Regions from separate parts of the Mus musculus genome. Here all the other regions are linked to region 5. The links are chromatin contacts, called in public Hi-C, capture Hi-C and promoter capture Hi-C maps. All regions are on one chromosome and are shown on one strand. Each heading gives the region's core, a stretch centred on a gene start, on an enhancer-like site or on the middle of the called end of the contact. The rest is flanking DNA. Distances are from core to core; before and after follow the strand shown. Region 1 overlaps Syne1 (spectrin repeat containing, nuclear envelope 1). Region 2 overlaps Syne1 (spectrin repeat containing, nuclear envelope 1). Region 3 holds the start of Plekhg1 (pleckstrin homology domain containing, family G (with RhoGef domain) member 1). Region 4 overlaps Syne1 (spectrin repeat containing, nuclear envelope 1). Region 5 holds the start of Rmnd1 (required for meiotic nuclear division 1 homolog).

Evidence for each region. Promoter capture Hi-C pulls out the DNA fragments that hold promoters and counts their contacts. Hi-C and Micro-C count contacts between places; a contact is called where the count stands out from the background. Capture Hi-C pulls out chosen DNA fragments and counts their contacts.
Region 1: a contact with region 5 is called in a promoter capture Hi-C map of second pharyngeal arch cranial neural crest. The contact joins the enhancer-like site here to the promoter of Rmnd1 in region 5. A contact is called at or near these places in 7 of 39 promoter capture datasets (the C10 cell line, cranial neural crest, embryonic stem cells and 3 more) and 2 of 115 datasets of contacts at active chromatin or transcription factors (astrocytes and large pre-B cells).
Region 2: a Hi-C map of uterus shows a contact between it and region 5, with 2.1 times the contacts expected there. The contact joins the enhancer-like site here to the promoter of Rmnd1 in region 5. A contact is called at or near these places in 10 of 39 promoter capture datasets (the 3T3-L1 cell line, 3T3-L1-derived adipocytes, HPC-7-derived erythroid cells and 5 more), 2 of 484 Hi-C or Micro-C datasets (bone marrow-derived macrophages and uterus), 3 of 115 datasets of contacts at active chromatin or transcription factors (acute myeloid leukemia, bone marrow-derived macrophages and fibro-adipogenic progenitors) and 1 of 9 other capture datasets (liver).
Region 3: a capture Hi-C map of embryonic stem cells shows a contact between it and region 5, with 3 times the contacts expected there. The contact joins the promoter of Plekhg1 here to the promoter of Rmnd1 in region 5. A contact is called at or near these places in 1 of 39 promoter capture datasets (cranial neural crest), 1 of 115 datasets of contacts at active chromatin or transcription factors (embryonic stem cells) and 1 of 9 other capture datasets (embryonic stem cells).
Region 4: a promoter capture Hi-C map of the HPC-7 cell line shows a contact between it and region 5. The contact joins the enhancer-like site here to the promoter of Rmnd1 in region 5. A contact is called at or near these places in 10 of 39 promoter capture datasets (the 3T3-L1 cell line, the C10 cell line, the HPC-7 cell line and 6 more), 7 of 115 datasets of contacts at active chromatin or transcription factors (the NIH/3T3 cell line, bone marrow-derived macrophages, embryonic fibroblasts and 3 more) and 3 of 9 other capture datasets (adipose tissue, liver and macrophages).

Annotation. Positions count from the first base shown.
Region 1 is chr10:5,233,820-5,238,058 of GRCm38.p6, reverse strand. Syne1 (spectrin repeat containing, nuclear envelope 1) reads left to right here. Exons shown (of 146, transcript NM_001347711.1): 74 at 3,367-3,492. Among named protein-coding and RNA genes, the nearest start is that of Gm51757, 91 kb to the left of the region's middle. Within about 2 kb of position 2,773, at least 31 of the 459 cell types and tissues checked have an H3K27ac peak or open chromatin away from gene starts, as enhancers often do. A contact at or near this core is called in second pharyngeal arch cranial neural crest, where this site is marked.
Region 2 is chr10:5,095,534-5,099,889 of GRCm38.p6, reverse strand. Syne1 (spectrin repeat containing, nuclear envelope 1) reads left to right here. Exons shown (of 146, transcript NM_001347711.1): 124 at 296-530; 125 at 2,211-2,405. Among named protein-coding and RNA genes, the nearest start is that of Gm51757, 230 kb to the left of the region's middle. Within about 2 kb of position 2,364, at least 17 of the 459 cell types and tissues checked have an H3K27ac peak or open chromatin away from gene starts, as enhancers often do. A contact at or near this core is called in uterus, where this site is marked.
Region 3 is chr10:3,738,288-3,742,445 of GRCm38.p6, reverse strand. It overlaps Plekhg1 (pleckstrin homology domain containing, family G (with RhoGef domain) member 1), which reads right to left and starts at 2,069. Exons shown (of 17, transcript NM_001159942.1): 1 at 1,906-2,069. It overlaps Gm30164 (a long non-coding RNA gene), which reads left to right. Exons shown (of 3, transcript XR_003948984.1): 2 at 4,128-4,158.
Region 4 is chr10:5,206,124-5,210,140 of GRCm38.p6, reverse strand. Syne1 (spectrin repeat containing, nuclear envelope 1) reads left to right here. Exons shown (of 146, transcript NM_001347711.1): 86 at 548-685. Among named protein-coding and RNA genes, the nearest start is that of Gm51757, 120 kb to the left of the region's middle. Within about 2 kb of position 1,615, at least 134 of the 459 cell types and tissues checked have an H3K27ac peak or open chromatin away from gene starts, as enhancers often do. A contact at or near this core is called in the HPC-7 cell line, the NIH/3T3 cell line, adipose tissue and 3 more, where this site is marked.
Region 5 is chr10:4,431,115-4,435,161 of GRCm38.p6, reverse strand. Rmnd1 (required for meiotic nuclear division 1 homolog) reads left to right here and starts at 2,774. Exons shown (of 13, transcript NM_025343.6): 1 at 2,774-2,896. It overlaps Armt1 (acidic residue methyltransferase 1), which reads right to left and starts at 2,557. Exons shown (of 5, transcript NM_024261.2): 1 at 2,451-2,557; 2 at 229-334. The coding sequence starts at 2,491.

The DNA.
Region 1 (4,239 bases), core at 1,524-4,023, 800 kb before region 5:
CCATCATGGGCTTCCTCAAGTCACCCCTTCTCTATGTGGGCCTTTATTAGTGATGAGTTCTACTTACCACATTCCAAAACAAAATTTAATTTTTCTCCTTTGTTGCCACCCCAAAAAAAGGGGTATGCCAAACAAAAAGTTTCTCACAATGGCACTGTGCCAGAACCACAGGGCAGGATTTACTACACTAACCAGGATAAGGCACTGATCTTCCTCAAGTTCCTGAATACATAGCTCTGAGCCATGCTGTGGTGTGGGAAATATTAAAATGAACGGCAAGTTCCTGCACTTTACCCAGCTATCCTTAGCCCCGGCGGTCTCGGTGGCCAGTTCTTATCTTATGGAGACTCTCTGACTCAGAGCCCCAAAATCTCTCCACCCAGCTTGCTAAATTCTCACTGGAGGGTCACTACCATACCAGCCCCATGTTTCAAAGCCCCATGGCCTTTGTGGTGCACATCTGGCAAACCCACCCCTTGCTGCTGTACCTTTCTCTCTTGAATCCAGTCAATCTGCTGCGTGAAGGAAAACACCACACAAACTTAGTTCAGAAACAATGGTAACTCAAACTCTGGTTGCCACGACTAGAATCCTAATTTTGTAAGACACATTAATTCTAAATCCTCCAGTGGTACTCATCCTGGTGGATTCACCATATAAGCCAGGAGACGCTAGTAGCTACATCTTGCCCTCTCGCTATCCCCATCAAAAAGCCCCTCTCTCCTGCTTCCTCTCTTCCTCCAAAAGTCCCGCCTACTCTCCCAGTGATTGATGCCTTTATTCATTAGGGGATGGTTCACAAGGAGTCGCCTGAGTAAGTGACTTATTCCTCGGTCCAGAAAAACCCTCCTGGGAAAGCAGGATTAACATCAAAGTACAACAGTACCAGGGCCATCCACAGCACCACTACCCTCCCACAGCCGCACTGTATGCCTGCCTCCCACTTGAAAGAAGCCACAGAAGGGATCTAGAGACTATAGTCCATCTGGATCTGAGACACTGGAGGCAAACAAATTTTGTTTGGTCAAATTTTCTTTTTCTGTTCTTTATTCTTTGTTTTGTCCCAACTAGTTAATGTTCTCCTTGTTAGACACTGTCTTCCTGCCAGAGTGTACAGGCCCCCACAGTTGACTAGTACTGACATATGGCTAAAGCTCCCTGTTGTTACTGAGGAGTTCTCACGGGAAGACTCAGTGCTAAGCTTTGACCAGCATCTACACTGTGGCTCCAAGCTGTATTCCAATCAGAATCACATTTTTATGAGGCATGGAATTAGGAATTGAGCTGAGAAAAAGTATGGCAGATTTACCTTTGAAGTTAATTCTAGCAATAATCATTTGAAAGTTTTTCTATTGGTTAGGATTAAGGTAACTCTATTAGTCACAAAATGAATAATTATCCTTTAAATTACATGTACTTTTAATCTTATTTTTATTTTTTAAATTTAGTTTAATTTTTTTTTAAGACCAGGTTACTCCATGTAGCCCTGGCTGTCCGGGAATTCAGTCTGTAGACCAGGCTGGCCTCAAACTCACAGATACTTACCTGCCTCTGTCTCTTGGGTGCTGAGATTATAATTCAATTCTTGACAGCTTATTTTCTTGTCATTTTGAGAAATTGAGCTGTCTGGGCCAGCTGCCCTCCCCTGGGTCATGGGATGTGAAATGATCCGTTTCACACTGGCTACTGTGGGTCATGAGGCACTAGATGGTTCTTTTCACTCTGGTTAATGGTTAGTAAGACTCACTGGATGGGAAACACTTTGCACATTGAATGAATACCAAAGACACTGTATGGTTGGAAATAGATCTGTACTTCTTATAGCCACCGGAGAAGCTGGCAAGTTCTCTGTGTTCCCTATTACTCCATGTGCCTTCAAGAATAGCATTCAGGCCAAGGCCTGGTCAAGGCATCCAATGCCATCCATCATCTTTTAGAATAAATTCCAAAATTTATGCCACAGCCCATGAATAGACTGTTTTCATAATTTGTCTAACAAAGGAAAAGTTGAGGTGTGGACTTGGGGGACATCTTCTTAAGTCCCCTGCCCCCACCAGGGTCATTTAGTGGTGATTAAACGCATTGTAAGTTGCCACAATTAACAGTCATTGGGATGCTGAAGTCCAGGGATACTACTGGACATTCCATAATGTTTCAGACAGACCTATCCTCACAGAGCTATTTACCTCAGATCTCAGTGGTTCTGAGACTGGACATGCTAACTAGAGGCAGAAAGCAGAACACCAGGATGCTTGTCTTATTTCATTTAACATAGTTGCTTCCAGTTCTACTTATGTCCCATCACAGTACACGATTCTATCTCTCCTTAGAGCAGAATAAAACTACACTGTGGACACATGATGGATTTTCTTTACACTGTAAGCTTTCCTGAGCCATTCCTTGCCTTCCAGCCTTTTATTACAGATGCAATTAATAGCTTTGATAGCTTCCATGACTTGGTCTCTGTTCACCCTTTTGACCACTGATTGACAGCCTCCAGGACTTGGTCTCTGTCGACTCAGGGTTCCCTCTGCTTTGGCTTTTGCACCCACTGTCCATCCTTTGTCGTGTTTGATGGCTCACTTCCTGAATATGTTCCGATCTAACACTCTGAGCAGTCTTGGAGATATGCTGCTTGTGCAGTAGCAATGCTTTCTCCACACCGTCTAGACTCTCAGCACCTTTCTTTCCTACTTCTTGTGCCAGGCATGCATCTGCTGATCTATTACCTTGTTTTTCCTCAGAAGAGTGCCAGTCCATGAGAGCCAAGATTGTGTTATTTGGAGTGCTTTATACACTGTATCTAAAACATATGTTTCCTCAATGCTAAGCAGCTGTGTGTCTGTGTTTCCATGGAGAAATGAAAAAAAATTTCACATAAGCCCTTCTTGGTGGACTCTGAAAAAGGGAAGAGCAGGTGATGAACTTTTTGCATCAAAAGGAACCCTGGTCATATCACTCTGAAGAAGCTCCCCAGCTGACCCTGACAGTGATCTTGTCTCAGGCTATACACAAGCATAACTAAGCAGAGACAAGTGCGCTGCGATTTCTTCTCCTAAATGAGAATGCTGGTAGAAAAATCCAGAGAGTCTGGAGACAAGCCTTACGTTGCCCCCTTCCCAGACCACGCAGACAGCTTTAATTATAATGGGAAGCAGATGGCGGACAAACAGATCCTACAGTGTGTTTGGAATTCTCTCCCATGAGTCACAAATATATTTCAGGACAGTGTGGAAAACACTGACATAACAAGATGATTTTTGATATATCAATAAAAGGCTACCAACTGCACAGTTCGCCACCAAAACAGTGCACCCCTCTTGTTCAACCTGACAATCCTTTTTTTTTTTTCTTTTTCTTTTTCAGGTCAAACACTTCAGAGCTTTGCAAGAGCAGGCCAGGACCTACTTGGATCTCCTTTGCTCCATGTGTGACTTGTCAAACTCCTCAGTGAAAAACACAGCAAAAGATATTCAGCAAACAGAGCAGCTGGTAAATATATATATATATATGTTCATGATTGCAACTAATTGTCTGCTTTGTCTGCCTTGTTATCTTCTCTCCATCTTCAAAGCTGTGAGATTTAAAGAAAATATTTCTGGAGATATTCTTGCTATAACCCTCTTCAAGCCACAGTAACAAGTCAATATGTGATTTATTTTATTTTATTTTATTTTTGCCATCCCAGAAAGGAAGGTAGATACTAAGTCAGTGGAGTCACCACTGAATTGTTTAGTCTGTACAACCACCACCGCTGGCACCTTCCTCCACCTTAATTACCAGTCTCTCGTGGTTTTCCTAGTCCCTCGCGCCTCTTTCTGTTGTTCTTTTCTCCTTTCCCATCCTGTTCTTTAAGGAATACGCTGAAGAGTCCACTGCCCTAGCTTTTTTATATAAGGCCCACCAACGGGCTACTGCTTAAATCCTTCCAAAGGGTGACAGTTGTAATAAGACAAATTATACACTTCCAAAAACCAGAAGGGCAGATCTAAAGACAATCTAAAACATTGATAGGGCTATGTACAGCAGTGTGGTAAATCTGAAATCCCACTCCTGGGGTCCGGGTAAAGGAGGTTGAAACAGGAGGATTGCCAGAATTTCTAGGCCTGTATAATTCACTTTCCAAAAAATAAATAAATAAAAAAGCAGATAACAACATTAAACCATGTTTTTAAAGATGAAGAAACAAATATATAAGAGATGTGAGCCTTTCTTAATTACTCAAATCCCAATTTTCCA
Region 2 (4,356 bases), core at 1,115-3,614, 670 kb before region 5:
GTAAGACACAAAAGACTGTCACAGGCCTGTGAGACAGTGCCAGACATATACATACTTAGGATATTTAGGAAGGAGTATAGGATAATCGCCCTAGATTTGATTTTTTTCTGTTCTGAGATATGAAAACATACACCATTTATAGACTGGTAATCTACCTTTAAAAATTACTTACAACTCAGCAAACAGACCATGGCTAATTTGACCATTTATGGAAAATATATACTGGCTGATCCTATGACAATACCCAAGACTATGAATTTGGTACCCCCCTCCCATCTAATTGTTTCTTCACCAGGGAAGAGTTCAGCCTGAAGTTGACGCTCCTCAGTAACCAGTGGCAGGGAGTGATTCGAAGGGCCCAACAGAGAAGGGGGATCATTGACAGCCAGATTCGCCAGTGGCAACGCTATAGGGAAATGGCAGAGAAGCTCCGTAAATGGTTGGCTGAGGTGTCTCATCTGCCCCTGAGTGGTCTCGGGAACATCCCAGTACCACTGCAACAAGTGAGGATGCTCTTTGATGAAGTTCAGGTAAGATGCAAGAACAGGTCCATGTGCCTCTTCTGCAGGTCCACTGTGTTTGACCTTGGCCTCGGGGTTTCACATGGACTCTGAAGTGGTCTGAAAATCAAAACAGACATTCTTAATATTCAACTGAGATGCACAAAGTGATTGCATTACAAAGCTCCTGTGGAAAGGAAGAGAGTAGAGCAATTTGAAGCCATGCCAAAGATCCCTCTACTTTGTTCACCAAGGCCCAGAGCAGTTCCTTACAGTCCAGCTTGGATGGAAAGACAACCTGGTGTTGGTCAGGGAGATTTAATCACATAACCTCACTCGCCCCAGCCTTGTTAGCCTATCTGCATATGTTTATAGCCTTTCTTCCTTTAAAGGACAAATCTGGCTCTTCCTTCCTCCCAGTTTCCTCAAGAAAAGTCATATGGCCTCAACCAACCCACTCCCAATAGAGAAGGGACTAACTGGGATCTTCTGTCCACATTCAGTTACTAAGGTTATGATTCAAATGTGCAACCACCTTTAAGACTTATATATGTGTGCATAGAGCCAATGACCTCTGGACCAGACTATCTCCACACTTTAGATCCCTAATCAGAAGAAATGTTCTAACCACTTTCTGATCTATTGATCCACAATCTCAGGAGTTATCCCACAATTATCTTTCTCATTGCCACTCACTTCTTGTATTCAGTCGACCTTGAATGCCCATCCCTGCGACCAGAATATCAGGAGTCCCTGCCTTGGTAAACAGTAGTCTAACCTGTCTCATCATATACGGTGCATGCCTTCTTCATTGTACCTTTTACCCATCCAGTGAATATTTTTGCTATAATCAGACACATCACTCCCCTGCTCTAATGGTGTGAAAGCCAGATCCCTAGGTGTGGTAGCATAGTTCTGTAATTCCAGTACTTAGGATGTTAAGACAAGATGATCGCAAGTCCAAGACTAGAATGAGTTACATACCAATGCACTGTCTGAAAAGGAAAAAACAAAGTGTGATTGTGAGAGGGGTCAGCACTTAGGAACACTGACCACTCTTTTGAAGGACTCGAGTTTGATTCCACTTGATTCCCAGCACCTACACAGCAGCTGCCATCACCAATAACATTGGTTCCAGGGCACCTGATACCCTCTTTGTAGTCTCTTCAGGCACTGCATGCACACAGTGTACAGAGATGCATGAAAACAAGGTATTCACATGCATAAAATAAAATAATGTACAAAAACTCCCTTGCAAGCTGTCAGCACCATTCTGCCACATGCACTTCATACTCCAGCCATGGAAAAGTCCGTTGTGTTTTCTGAATTAATCCTCTTTATCTTATAAGGTCAGCACATCCCTCCTTGCTCCTGGTTAGGAGGACATCCTTTTTCTGATCACATTCATCTCATTTTAATCTGATTACAGTTACATGCCTTTCAAGACTCATTGAGCTTTGACCACTTTGAGAGACCTACTGTGTGCACCCATGCCACCCTGTGATTTCTGAGCATTTGTCTTACAAGCAGAGTTCATATTATGTCGAAATTTTACTTCCCATTCATTTCCACTTGATTAATTTAAGATGTCCTTTCTGGACACAAGCATGTGAAGTATGTATGCCAATTCATAAGGTTATCTAAATGTGATTATAATGGGTGAACCAGTAAAGAGAAGACTAAAAAATAAAAGGATCTGTTCCCTTTCAGTTCAAAGAGAAGGTGTTCCTGCGCCAGCAAGGGAGCTACATCCTGACAGTGGAGGCTGGCAAGCAGCTCCTGCTCTCTGCCGACAGTGGCGCCGAGGCCGCCCTGCAGGCTGAGCTCACAGACATCCAAGAGAAGTGGAAGGCAGCCAGCATGCATCTGGAGGAGCAGAAGAAAAAGCTGGCTTTTCTGTTGAAAGTAAGTGCAGTGTAGAATCCCCTCTTAGGAGCTGTGCTGTTTCTGCCTATTGTTTCATCACGATGCACATCATTATAGATCCTTGAGCAGCCCCCTCCAGTGCTTCTCCTCTGTTTTATTTAAGACTCTGTCCTATCTTGCATGAACTGGAAAAGTTTCCCAATTTTCACCTCTTCATCTTTCAGGAAAACCCCCTAACAGAGTAATTTAAACTCTAATAAGGCTGTCTAGGTGATTCATTCTGATTAATGGCCAATGCAGTGCCTTGAAGCATGTGACAGAAAGCCGGCCAGAAACTCAAAGAGCAGATCCCATTCCTTAAATTGTAGACGCTAGACGGTTTTAAAGATCAATATCTCATATTTTATAGCTGGGGAAAAGGCTAACCCAGAATGAGTCTCTTTATTTGCCTTGGTTTATCTAAGCAGGCTGCCATTGGCCGAAAGTCTCCAAGAGGCATCTTAGGCCTTTTTGTTGACCATAGGCACAGTGAACCTGAAGGCACTGAGATTTATCCACATTGCCCATAATGAGCACCTGTCTCTCATGTCCACACTAGCTATAATTTGTCTTCAGTCCAGTTATAAATATATCAACAATGAGGAAACTCATGACCTTATATAATTAATATGTGCTCATAAAAAATGAAAAACAAAACAAAACAAAATAAACAAGTGCCCTAAGTTCAGATTAGGCTGTGTTGAAAACCACTATAGCGTTTTCCTTTTCTTCAGAGTGGGTGTGATTGTAACTCATCTCTATGACTATTGTGAAGATTTGTCAAAAGGATGCCAGGAAATCATGAGTGACACTTGAACGGCAGTAGTTGCCATTCTTTTTTTTTTTTTTTTCCATTTTTTATTAGGTATTTAGCTCATTTACATTTCCAATGCTATACCAAAAGTCCCCCTTACCCACCCACCCCCACTCCCCTACCCACCCACTCCCCCCCTTTGGCCCTGGCGTTCCCCTGTACCGGGGCACACAAAGTCTGCGTGTCCAATGGGCCTCTCTTTCCAGTGATGGCCGACTAGGCCATCTTTTGATACATATGCAGCTAGAGTCAAGAGCTCAGGGGTACTGGTTAGTTCATAATGTTGTTCCACCTATAGGGTTGAAGATCCCTTTAGCTCCTTGGGTACTTTCTCTAGCTCCTCCATTGGGAGCCCTGTGATCCATCCATTAGCTGACTGTGAGCATCCACTTCTGTGTTTGCTAGGCCCCGGCATAGTCTCACAAGAGACAGCTACGTCTGGGTCCTTTCAGTAAAATCTTGCTAGTGTATGCAATGGTGTCAGCATTTGGAAGCTGATTATGGGGTGGATCCCTGGATATGGCAGTCTCTACCTGGTCCATCCTTTCATCTCAGCTCCATACTTTGTTTCTGTAACTCCTTCCATGGGTGTTTTGTTCCCACTTCTAAGGAGGGGCCTAGTGTCCACACTTCAGTCTTCATTTTTCTTGAGTTTCATGTGTTTAGGAAATTGTATCTTATATCGTGGGTATCCTAGGTTTTGGGCTAGTATCCACTTATCAGTGAGTACATATTGTGTGAGTTCCTTTGTGATTGTGTTACCTCACTCAGGATGATGCTCTCCAGGTCCATCCATTTGGCTAGGAATTTCATAAATTCATTCTTTTTAATAGCTGAGTAGTACTCCATTGTGTAGATGTACCACATTTTCTGTATCCATTCCTCTGTTGAGGGGCATCTGGGTTCTTTCCAGTTTCTGGCTATTATAAATAAGGCTGCTATGAACATAGTGGAGCATGTGTCCTTCTTACCAGTTGGGGCTTCTTCTGGATATATGCCCAGGAGGGGTATTGCTGGATCCTCCGGTAGTACTATGTCCAATTTTCTGAGGAACCGCCAGACTGATTTCCAGAGTGGTTGTACAAGCCTGCAATCCCACCAACAATGGAGGAGTGTTCCTCTTTCTCCACATCCTCG
Region 3 (4,158 bases), core at 820-3,319, 690 kb after region 5:
GTATATATTATATAATATATTACACATATTTTGTTATTATATATTATAACATATTTTTGTATTTAATATATTTATACAATATACCAATATATTTACATGTATTTTATATTATATTTACATTATAGTATAGATTTATATTTTATATACTATAGTATTTATGTTATATAGAATATATTAATATATATTAACAATCATCTATACTAAAGGCATTGAGGAAAGTGGAATCACAGGGGAAGGACAGGCGCAGACAAATTTTATCAAAGAAAGGCAGATTTGGGCACCAGTTTGACTACCAAACAGCTGTTCCCGTTCTCTCTCTGTTTTATCCCTTTGCAAAAGGCTTTGGGGGGAATCTGTCATGCAAGGGAAATGGAAGGAAGGTCACACAAGGATTACTGGTGGGGTCCCACTTGCGGAGGAAGCCAGGGAGGTCAGTGAACTCTGGAAAAGAAAGTTTCTTCCTGGTCGGTTTTAACGGCTTAGACGGGGTGCAATTCCAAGAGACAAAAAGCTAAGTCAGGAATCAGGAAGCCAGACTCAAAGATGTTAAAGGGTCAAACACTAGCCCATCACTTTTGTATAGAAGTGTTAACTACTGTAGAATAAATAAATACCCTGGACTGAAAGGGGTAAAACCAATTAAAACTATGTGGTTCATATACACTGCTTTAACAGTGAGGAAGTACAAGCTACCAGGATTGCTTTTCCTCACGTCCCACACAGTGTAAGGCTAAAGTTGAGAGGTTTTAGATCTCTGACACGATAGACTTGGATACACTTTAAAAACAAAACAAAACAAAAAAAAAAAACAAAAAAAACATCAGTTTAACAACAACAACAAAAACCAAAACTCATCTATTCTTTGAAAGTATGCGAACTCCAGAAACTGAGAATTCAAACAGGCTGACCACAGGTTTTAACGCAATCTAAGCCTGGAATTCAATTAAACGTTAAATCTGACCCAGACTTAAGGCATCCTACTGGTTTTGTATCCAATGTGTATTCAGTTTGTATCCAGAGTGCCCCTAATCCCCAAAACAACCCTCCCGAGGTGACTGGGTTTCCTGAGAAGATAAAATCGCTGTCAAAATAGGTGCAGTAAGCTCTGGCCACCTGAAGGTGGTACAAAGAGAGCGCCAAGAGCCGCCAGAGCTTAATGAAATTCCAGGGTTGCACACACAGTCAGCTTTACACATACCAACTTCATACAACACATCCAAGCAATCAGCTACATCATTGTTTCTCAGGAACATTGTGAAACTGAGGAAGCCAACCACCCTCTCCTCACTGGGCGTCCTGGACTGTAGAGCTCTGAGACTCCATGGGGGACACAAAGAGGGGGTCTGCTCTAGCAGTCACCCCGGGGCCTGCTGCCCGCCCCCCAACAACCTTTTCCTCTGGCCAACAGTCCACACAGTCGTAGCCAGCTAGGTATTACCGTGTGTCCGGGTGACGGATGGGGCACAGCTTCTAGACTCCCGGGTCACTCCTATAAAGCGCTGACTTGCTGATTTGGGGGCGCCCACGCGAGTTTCTGCCCCACGCAGGACTGCTCCTAGCTGGAGCACACAGCACTCCCCGCCATCGCGCCCGCACCGCTGTTGGGGTGTTGTCCAGACTGTCCTATTTGGGGATAGTTCCGCTTGACTTGGGGGCGCGGGTGGCACACGGCGCGCTTGAGCAAACTTCGCGGAGCTGCAAACTGCAACCCGGGTGGCTGCAGCAAGGGGCGGGAGCGCCGGGCTAGCAGGTCCTGCCTGAGTCGACCCCATCAGTCGACTGCCAACGACCCCATCAGTCCCCTCCCAGGAGCAGCGCTCAGAGACACCCCCCGCCCCGCCCCCCCCCCCCCCCCCCCCCCCCCCCCCCGCCCAGGGCCAGGCACTGCGATCCCGCTCTTCCCACCTGCAGATTCGGGGCGCGTGGCCGAGGTCCCCGGCTTCCCTTGTCTGGTCCCTGGAATAGTCTCGGCGGAGCTTACGGGAGAGGGGCGGCTCCCGAGCGCTGGCTCCGCGGTGCGCTGCGCTCCAGCGCCGGCTCCGGCGGCCCCGAGCCCTGCAGCTCGCCTGGCTCCACTTCCTCTTTCCCACTCTGCTCCCGGCGTGTCCCGCCCCGCCCCGCTCCTCGGTCCGCTGCAGCGGGTTGCGGTCCCCGCCCGCCTCCACGGGGCCCTGCGGGAGGAAAGAGGCAGAGAGGAGGAGGCAGCTCAGAAAGAGATTAAGCTTGCTCTCTGGAGCTTTGCCAAAGACAGCAGTCAAATTACAGCCTCTGGGGGGAAAGTTTTTGTCTCTTTTCTTTTTTCTTTTCTTTTCTTTTCTTTTCTTTTCTTTTCTTTTCTTTTCTTTTCTCTTCTCTTCTCTTCTCTTCTCTTCTCTTCTCTTCTCTTCTTTTTTCTCTTCTCTTCTCTTCTCTTCTCTTCTCTTCTCTTCTCTTTCCTTTTCTTCTCTTTTCTCCTTTTCTTCTCTTTCCGTTTTCCTTTCCCTCTTTTTCTTTTTGTTTTTCTTTTCTCTCTTCTCTCTTCTTTAAAAAAAAAAAAAAACTCCCTGCTACTGTGTTAACAGCCACATCGCTTTCTTTTTTCTTCTCTTCTCTGGGCTGTTGGGGTACAGCTAAGCCTTGGACATGGCCACTTCCCAGAGTGTTCTGAAATCGGATCCAACACCGTTTCTTTGCATCCAAACTCGAATTTCACACTGTAGCTTATGATGTCACAACACTAGGAAATGGGAGAAGGGTGCTTACTGGGTTCAGGCATCAGCACCCCCACCACCCCAGTGAACATACTGGATGACCTTTGATTAGAGAAAGCAAAAGTGGAAAAGGAGGCAGAGACCTTTGCGACAGCCAGATGTTTAAAGGCACCCATAAGGTAGGACAATAAAAAATAGGACCTCTATCACAGGTGCCTTTTTGGTGACATTCTTGGTAGCACTTGGCACCTTTCAAACAGGTGTGTCAGATATGCCTGTGTTTCACCAGGCGTAGTAAGACACAGCCACGCACTCTGCTTGATTCTAAGAACTTCATCTCCCTGTAGTACACCACATATTATAAAGTTTTATGGTACTGGGTGAGAGGGTTTTTTGTTTTTTGCTTGTTTTGCTTTTTTAATAAACAAACAATTCACCTTTCAATGTGTCCACATTCTGAGTAGCATAATGAACTCTGGCCGTCCTGCCTGCTTCCCCCTGGTATGCAAGTCATTCTTTTGTCCAACATATAGTTACTACTGCTGTGATGAAACACCATAACTAAAAGCCAAGAGGGCAGGGAAACCCTTGGCTTTCACGTCCACATCACTATTCAACATTGGAGGAAGTCAAGGCAGGAACTCAAGCGGGGCAGAAACCTGGAGTCACCTGCTAATGCAGAGGCCATGGAGGACTGCTTACTAGCTTGCTCAATCTGCTTTCTTACAGCACCCAGGACCACCAGGCCAGGAGTGACCCTCCCATGATGGGCTAGGCCCTCCTGCATGGATCACTAATGAAGAAAATGCCCTACAGGCTTGCCTAAAGCTGTATCCTGTGGAGGCATTTTCTCAGTTGAGACTCCCTCCTCTCCTATGACTCTAGCTTATGTTAAATTGATATAAAACAAGCCAGCACAAATATACTGTATACACTACAACTCACTAGTAGCTGTCTCACTCTTCAGATCAATTGCCGTGGTATCACAGTGCTTGTGTTTCAGTGATCCCTACTTTACTTATTGATGGTCCTGATGTCCAAGTGTCCAAGAGTAAGGATACATAGGCCTTTTATTTCACTGTATTGTTAGAACAGTTAATTGAATATATATATATATATATATATATTGTTTTTCGAAACAGGGTTTCTCTGTGTATCCCTGGCTATCCTGGAGCTCACTCTGTAGAACAGGCTGAACTTGAACTCAGAAATCCTCCTGCCTCTGCCTCCCAAGTGCTGGGATTAAAGGCATGCGCCACCACTGCCCAGCTAATATATATATATATATATATATATATATATATATATATATATATAACAATTAATCTTATTAATGGCCCTCACTATTTTCTTAATATACTTACTTTATAAATCATCCTCTCTCATCGGTAGGTAAGTATGAATGGCAAATGTTATATTGTGTATGGTTGACTTCAGGTACTGACTTGGAGTTTTAGAGTATACCTGT
Region 4 (4,017 bases), core at 366-2,865, 780 kb before region 5:
CTACCAAGCATTAATCTTGCCATCAGGTTAAAGTTAAAATGAGTAGTCCAGCATTTCCTTTACCTTTTTTTCATATAGCCTAAGCAGACCTCACACTCACTAGGTATAGCCAGTGAGGGCCTTGATCTCCATCTCCCAAGGACTGGGATAACAGGCAGGCACAGCACTTTCCTACTGGGCCCAGCTTAGGAGCTAATGGTTGTGACTTACAGTGGGTGCTGAGAGCTTGCATGATGGTGTCCCTGCCTTGGTCCCTCCTTTACCCAGTGGGACGTGGATAGAAGGGATAAAAAGAGTAAGATGAGAATGAACAGCCAGGAAAAGAGAAATAACTCAAGCATATCACGGAGGACTTGGATTTGTACCCTGAAGTCACTGGGAAATCCTTAACAGATTCCCTATAGGCAAGTGACTTCCCAGGGTCCCTTTTGATATCACAGTTGTAAGTACCAGCCTCTGGGATGGTTGGATCCAAAGACCTGAATAGGGTTCAATCCCGCTGACAAGACAGGATTTACATCCATCTGAGTGTGAATGGCTTTTACAGGCGTTATCCCACATGGAAGAGTACAATGAAATGCTCGAGACTGTTCGGAAATGGATCGAGAAAGCTAAAGTCTTGGTTCATGGAAACATCGCCTGGAATTCAGCAAGCCAGCTCCAGGAACAGTACATCTTGCACCAGGTAAATTTCAGGGAAAAAAACAAAGTTAAGAGTAAAAACAGTCAGTCTGACTGGGTTAGACCAACAGACAATTTTGTAAAATACCAGATAGGAAGAATGCTCGGGCCCCATCCGGGTGACTCAGTAGGTAATCACCGCCAAGTCTGGTGGTGACTGCAGTTTGATTCCCGGGTCCTACATGGCGGAAGGAGAGAACTGACTCCTGCAAGTTGTCCTCTCATCCGTCCCTAGGCACTGTGGCATGTATGTGCATATATATATTTACATACACACATACATACATACATATACATACATGTATACATATATATGTATATATATACATACATGTATATATATGTGTATATATATACACACACACATATATATATATATGCATATATATGAGAGAGAGAGGGAGAAAGAGAGAGAGGCTGACTTGCTGTTCTGGATTGATCAAAAGTAGCTAAGGATGACAGTTCATGAGACTGTATACAAACATATATATATATATATATATATATATATATATATATATATATATATACATACATATACTCTGTTTTCCTTATAAACGTGTTTCTCTGAGCCTGAAAGCATTCCTCCCTACCCCTGTGGCACTTGTGATTTGTGTGTTATTGTTGCCGCTTTTGTTGTAGACCCTTCTTTGGGAGATGCAGGGAATTCTTTCATAGGAAAAGACACAGGGGAGCGTAGAGAGATTAGAAGCATCACACCCTGGAAGGAGGAGGGTTAAGACAAGCTCTACCAACTGGTACCCTGTGACTTGGAACAAAATACTTTGTCTCTGGGTTCTGCCTTCTCACCCGTAATATGGGAATGCCCAGTAGTGTTCCTGTGTCAGTTGCCTGGGAGCAAACATCCAGCACTTCCAGGTACATGCTGATGCTCCAGGCAGGCCCTGCTTCCTCTAGGCCACAGCCAGGGCTGAGTCATGTGGCTTACTCAGAAGGTCAGAGCGCTGAGAGCAGATCCTATATCCACACCCCAGAGGGACACATTACTTCATTTCCTCTGAACTTAGGAGACAAAAATATTCCTTTTTATTTTGGCCATCCTCTCCGGAAATTATCTCACCCTTCTAGTAAGTTACAGTTGACTTAAATGCACATTTCTAACAGATCTTGCCACAAAATACAGGCTGGCTTTTATTTAGGTTGTATGGGTGTATTTCCCCATAGGACTTATCTTTTAAATAAACTTCCCTTTTTCCTTTTCCCCGAGGTGGTTCTGGATATTGTTTCCTCCTGGAATGTTTCCATGGCTCGAATTCCAGCCCCTATGATCTCTGTCCTCTTCCCAGTCACACACACTCCTCCCAGACACAGACATCTGTACCTCTCAGACGCCTGGATCGTTTGCTCTGTGTGTGTGCTTAGACGCCAACAGACCAGACTTCCTTTACAAACCAGCTGGTAATCAATGGCAATACAACTAACTTCTAGGACTCTGAAGATGCAGTTGTAAGAACAGAAAAGATAAAGGGAATTTTAACTGTCAAGATAATACCACTTAAAAAAAAAAAAAACCCTGCTGATAATTCAGTAAAATCATTTGAAAAGCAATTACAGTAATATAAGCTGGCATTTTATTTCCTGTTCATTTTGCTTCCTGGATTCCTTAACTGGGGCTGTAATCCAAAATGTAGGAAATATTTAAAATGATATTAATAACTGTAGGAGGATTTTATTATTTATGTACTTATGTATGTATATATGTATTTGTTTTGTATGTGAGAGAGGAAGTAAGGAGGGAAGGAAGAAGATGGGGGAGGGAGGGGGAGGGAGGATGAGAGTTCAGGCACACATGCATGTAACAGTCAGAGTAAACCTTCAGGAAGAGAGTCCATTCTGTCCCACTGTAGGATTCTGGGATCAGACGTGGGTCATCAAGCTCACCCAGCAAGCCCGATGACCTGCTAACTGATGGCAGTGTGATGGAACTGTAAAGAAAATTTCAATGTTAGATCATGCTTTTCTAAGATATTTTTGCACATTGTGGAGCATAATGTAAGCTTTAGAAAAAAAAAAAAAAGTCATGAAGATTTTCATTGTAGTTTCAGAAAGCAGACCCAGCAGTGGAAAGCAGGTTGCTGGAGTAGAAGGGGGATGCTTCTACCCTGCAGCAGACAAGGACAGGCCTCTCTCTCATTGAAGAGGGACAAAGGATGTACTAGAGAGAGATAGCACAGCCCAGATCAGACAGTTCTATGTGTGGTTGACATTAGTGTTCATGACACAAACTGCTGGGTGGCTTGACTGAATCCTTAACCAAAGCAAGCAAGCAACCTTAGACTGCTCTGCTTGTCTGCTGCAAAGTCCAGGAGGGAACTCATCCCAGAGGGTCCCCGCCCTTGTGTTTCCACCAGGAAGCACAGATGCCTGGGTTTACCCTTCGACAAATGCAGTATAAGAAAACCCGTGTGTTCAAATGTCCAATGAAAGAGGGAAATCAGGAGACACATTATGCTCTTAACTCCTAAAAATGCCCATATGTACTAGCAATGACATCTTACAGTTTTCCTTTCAGGCATATACAATCTGTAGCCCACAGTCTACACACATCCCAGGGTAGCTATGAACATATTTGTCAGTGAGAGTTGTGTCACGGTGTCACGAGTTTGGACAACCCTGCCTTGGACGTGATATAATAGAGTATTTTTCTTTTTCTTTTTTTTTAAATTGGACATTTTTCTTTATTTACATTTCAAACGTTTCCCCTTTCCAGGTCTCCCCTTCAAAAACCCCCATTCCATCCCTCCTCCCTCTGCCTCTATGAGGGTGCCCCCTACCCACCCACTCCTGTCTTCCTGCCCTGGCATTTTGCTATGCTGGGGCATCAAACCTCCTCAGGCCCAAGGGCTACTCCTCTCACTGATGTCCAACAAGGCCATCCTCTGCCACATATGTGGCCGGAGCCATGGGTCCCTCCATGTGTATTCTTAGGTTGGTGGTGCAGTCCCCAGGAGCTCAGGAGGGTCTGGCCTGTTGATAATGTTGCTCCCTCCATGGGGCTGCAAACCCAGGCAAATGGATATTTTTCTTATATTTATATATATTACATTCACTGTGAAAAGAAAATTGCTTTTCATATCTAAAAATAATCTAACAGAGTAACATACCCCTGTTTTTTATATTCCTCATATATCTCCCCAACTGCACATTCCGTGCTCCCCAACTTCTGTGCCCTGCATACACCATCTCCTCAGTACAAAGTGTCTTTCCCTTCCTCCTCATCTGTTAATGTGCTGATATCTTTCTTGAACCCAGTAGGACCCTTATCTCAACCTACCAGCAAGTTGTCCCACATTTGGGTTGAGTTACCCTTTAATA
Region 5 (4,047 bases), core at 1,525-4,024:
ACACCTCAAAAGCTCTTCAGAGAAGTCAAGGCCATCATTTATGACCACTAAGGTCTAGGGAGACTAAGCTATTAGTGCACAGGTCAACCAGAGGCTACCTCAACACACAGAAAAGCAGGTAAGTATTTATGCCAGAAACAGTCTTTACATGAGAGCGGAAACCTTCTATAAATACTGTTATTCTTGTGAAGAACTAGCACAAAATTAAAGCTGAAATATAGTTCTTACCTCTCCATGTTTTTCAAAAAATTCACTTTTATGTCGATGCAATGTATCAATAACCTTGGTTAAGATCTGCGGTGTTCTGTCCTTAATCGTAAGATATGCAAAGGACCTAGGAGAGAGTCCAATATCATGCATTACTCAGTAGCTTTGACACTAGAAGGCATGCCCAATTTTAGTTTCTGGAACACCTCATTTGGGTCCAAATTCCTTTTCATATGACTATTTTAATACACCAGTTTTATTTGCTTTATAGATATGAGACTGAACTCCTAAACTGCTCACTTGTCTTGTACGAATGAAGCTCCAGAAGAGGAGAAAACACAGCGGCACACAGCTGGAACCCCTGCTCAGGAGGACAGCAGGAAGAGGAGCAGGAGTTTAAGGCCATCCTGGGATAGATAAGATTCATCTGGAAGGAAGGGAGGAAGGGAGGAAGGGAGGAAGGGAGGAAGGGAGGAAGGGAGGAAGGGAGGAAGGGAGGAAGGGAGGAAGGGAGGAAGGGGGAAGGGAGGAGAGAGGGAGGGAGGAAGAGAGGGAGGGAGGGAGGGAGGGAGGGAGGGAGGGCTGGATGAAGGATGGGAGGGAAGAAGGCAGAAGACCCGAGACAATGTGGAACTCTACTGTCATGACCACTGCACAAACTGTAGTACTGGGTTCTGCCCCAGAACTTGACTGAATCATTTTCTTTTCCATCTACTCAATTTCTTTTTCTAAATCAGAAACGACTTCAGCAATGTGGTTAAGTTCAAAAAAGGACAGGTCTTGCAATTCAACAGGCTCTGGTCCTAGGTCACTGGCTTAGAAAGATGAAATGAAAATCTCAAAGTGGTTTTGATTTGCATTTCCCTGGGTAGGGTATGTGCAGGTGACTGCTGGGGCCAGAGGCTCTGGATCCCCTAGAGCTAGAGTTACAGGGCAGGGTAGGCCACACCTAAGCACCTAGGAACTATTCCAGGGGCTGGAGACAGGCCTCAGCAGGGAAGGGCACCTGCTACCAAGTACAACCTCCTGAGTTCGATCCCTGGAACCCACATGGTAGAAGGACAAAGGGGACTCCCTACACAAGTCGTCCTCTGACGTCCATTCCTGGGTAATGTCACAGGTGAGTGCCACACTCCCCCAACACATAAAAACTAATTAAATCATTTGAAAATAAAGTATTTGAAATATGAATTTGGAGCCTAGTGGTGTCTCCCTCTATAATGACACAGAGTATAATGGCAGGAGTATTGGGAGTCCCAGGTCATCCTTCACTACATAATTCAATAGCTCCGTGTCAAAAGAAAACCAACCATCCAGCCAGACAAGAAGATTGGCTACTTAGCCAATGCTTATTTCTGCTCTTACTTATAACTTTGCTCTCAGCGTTGTAGCATATTGTAATTCCCCCTTTGTCCACAGGTTTGCCTTCCCAGGGGCACTCAACCAGTTTAAAAACATTGCAAGTGGAAAATTCCAGCAGTCAACGATCTGTAAGTTTTAAATAATTTTAATTAAATTTAAAGTAAACTAACGTCCCACTAATTGTTCCATTTTGCTATTAGCTGTTTTGGTGAATCGATTGTGCCTAACAAATTTCATGAGAAGTGTGTATAGGGGGGAAAACTCTAAAGATGAAAATTGCAAGAACTACTTCTAATGATGTTTATTTTGGGGGCCAGTGAGATGGCTCAGTGGGTAAAGGCACATGATAAATCTGCTGCCCGCGACCGAGTTCTCGTTGAACTCCTGAGAGGTGAAGGAACAAAATCGGCTCCAGAGCTGTCCTCTGACCTCTAACGCGAATAATGGCATGTGCGCGCACACGCAAAATTAGGACGTTTTTAAATATAGAGTTATTAGTTTGACCCATACCATTAATACACACCGCAGTAGGTATGAGTCCTAATTGTTGGCCCCCGCAGCGCCTTTCCTTCTCACTTGTTAGAGACAAGCTTTTTCCTAATGTATCCCACAGTGAGCTCGAACTCACTACGAGCTCAAGCTGGCTTTAACTCGCAGCAATACTCCTGCCCCAGCGTCTCAATTCGGGACAGAAAGGAAGAAGGTACACAGCGGAACTAGCTAGGTCCTGACGCCGGCCAGCACAGCGAGCCGGCTCTCTCCCACCGAGGTGGGACTCGAACTCTCAGCTTGAGGATCCGGCGCTCCCGACCGCCCACAGCTTCCTCACCCAACATGGGTTTTTTCTCCCAAGAGCGCAAGAAAAAAAAAGCGAGACGCACCCCTCGTCCTTAGCGGAAAGAAACGCCGGGGACTCGGCCATCACACCGGCACCACAAGCCACTCAACTGGCGTCGCCCGGGGTTCAACGGCCGCGGTTCCAGAAAGGAAGCGTTGGAGCTTTTTTTTTTTTTTTTTTTTTTTTTAAGCGCTTTTGAACTCAGAAACTTTATTTGGTGGTCTGGCCAGGGTCAGAACATGGGGCGCAAGGGCCTTCCGGCTACGCGAGCGGAAGCCCTGGAGGACCGGAGGCGGTAGCCCGCCGAGCGGAAGGGGGGGGGGGGGGCGCGGAGCGGTCACGTGTTCGGACGGTCACGTGTCCCAGCTTGCCGGCCTGGGGCTTGCAGTGCGCCTGCGCCGCAGCGGGGCGGGGCGGGGTGTGTTTCCGCAGAGGTTCCTGCGGCGGGAGCGTGCGCGTGGGCGTCGCGGTCGTCCTCTCCGCGCACAGGTCAGTGCTTCGCGCTTCCCCAGCCGGAGAAGCTGGTGAGGAGGTGTGGGCTTCGGCCAGGGCCTGGGAATTTAGCCGGGAATCCGAAGCACCTCAAGCCAAACACTCCCGACCCCGCCGAGTTGGAAGCAGGGCATAGTAGTAGCTGCCAAGGTGCATGAAATCACCTTGAACTTAGGAACTGGAAGAAGTGCTCCCAAAGGTCAGCCCCACTTACCCGCTGAATCTAACCTGGATGCAGCCGCTTTTTTCATTGATGGTATTCTGCATCTCATGTACAATATATTTTGGTTATGTCCACCACCACCCCCAGCCCTGCCGTCAAACGCCTAGGCCTACCCATGTCCCACTCCCAACTTAAAACACTAAGTGCAATTAGTGCTATCCTTAGGCACATGGACATATTATGCTTAAGGATAATGCTCAAAAACTGCAGCTCCCTTGTGTTTCATTTTAAAAATTTACTTGACGCCTCTGTGCCCAAGGACACTACTGTCACTGAGCATAGGGGGACAAACACAGAAACCTGCTTTTGAAGAGAGGCAAAAATCTCCTTTATTGCTTTCTGATATCACTGTCGCTAACTAATATATATTATCCCTTATTTGCTCATTTCCAGAGCTAGCATACTGCACACGGTAAGGAGTAGTCATTGCATGAATTAAAAAGCTAAAAATACAAGGTATGTAAGTGGTGCTAAATATGAGGACAAAGTAAAAAATAGCAAGAGAATGGATGAGTGTTGGTTATAAGTATTAATCCTGTCACTCCAGAGGCAGAGGCCAGCCTGGTGTACAAAGCAAGTTCCAGGCCAGTCAAAGAGAGAAATTATAGGTTATCCAGAGAAATCCAGTCTTGAAAATCCAAAGTGGATGTGATGGATGTGTGTTGGTTATATGTATTATACCAAGTCACTGAGGGAGTCAAGTCCTTAGGAGGAGAGCTTGTGGACAGGTGAGTGGAAAGGCCCAGAGGGCCTGGAACAAAGGCATTCTATAGGGAATGCTGCAGTGTTGCAGAAGGCTCAGAAGGGCGTTTTAGGGGCATTGGCTTTTATTGTAAATGTAAAGCCATCATCAAATTTGACTCTGGGAAAGGATAGGATTCTAGTTAAGGTCTCAGAATTTTTGCTGTAGTCCATTGTGAATGAC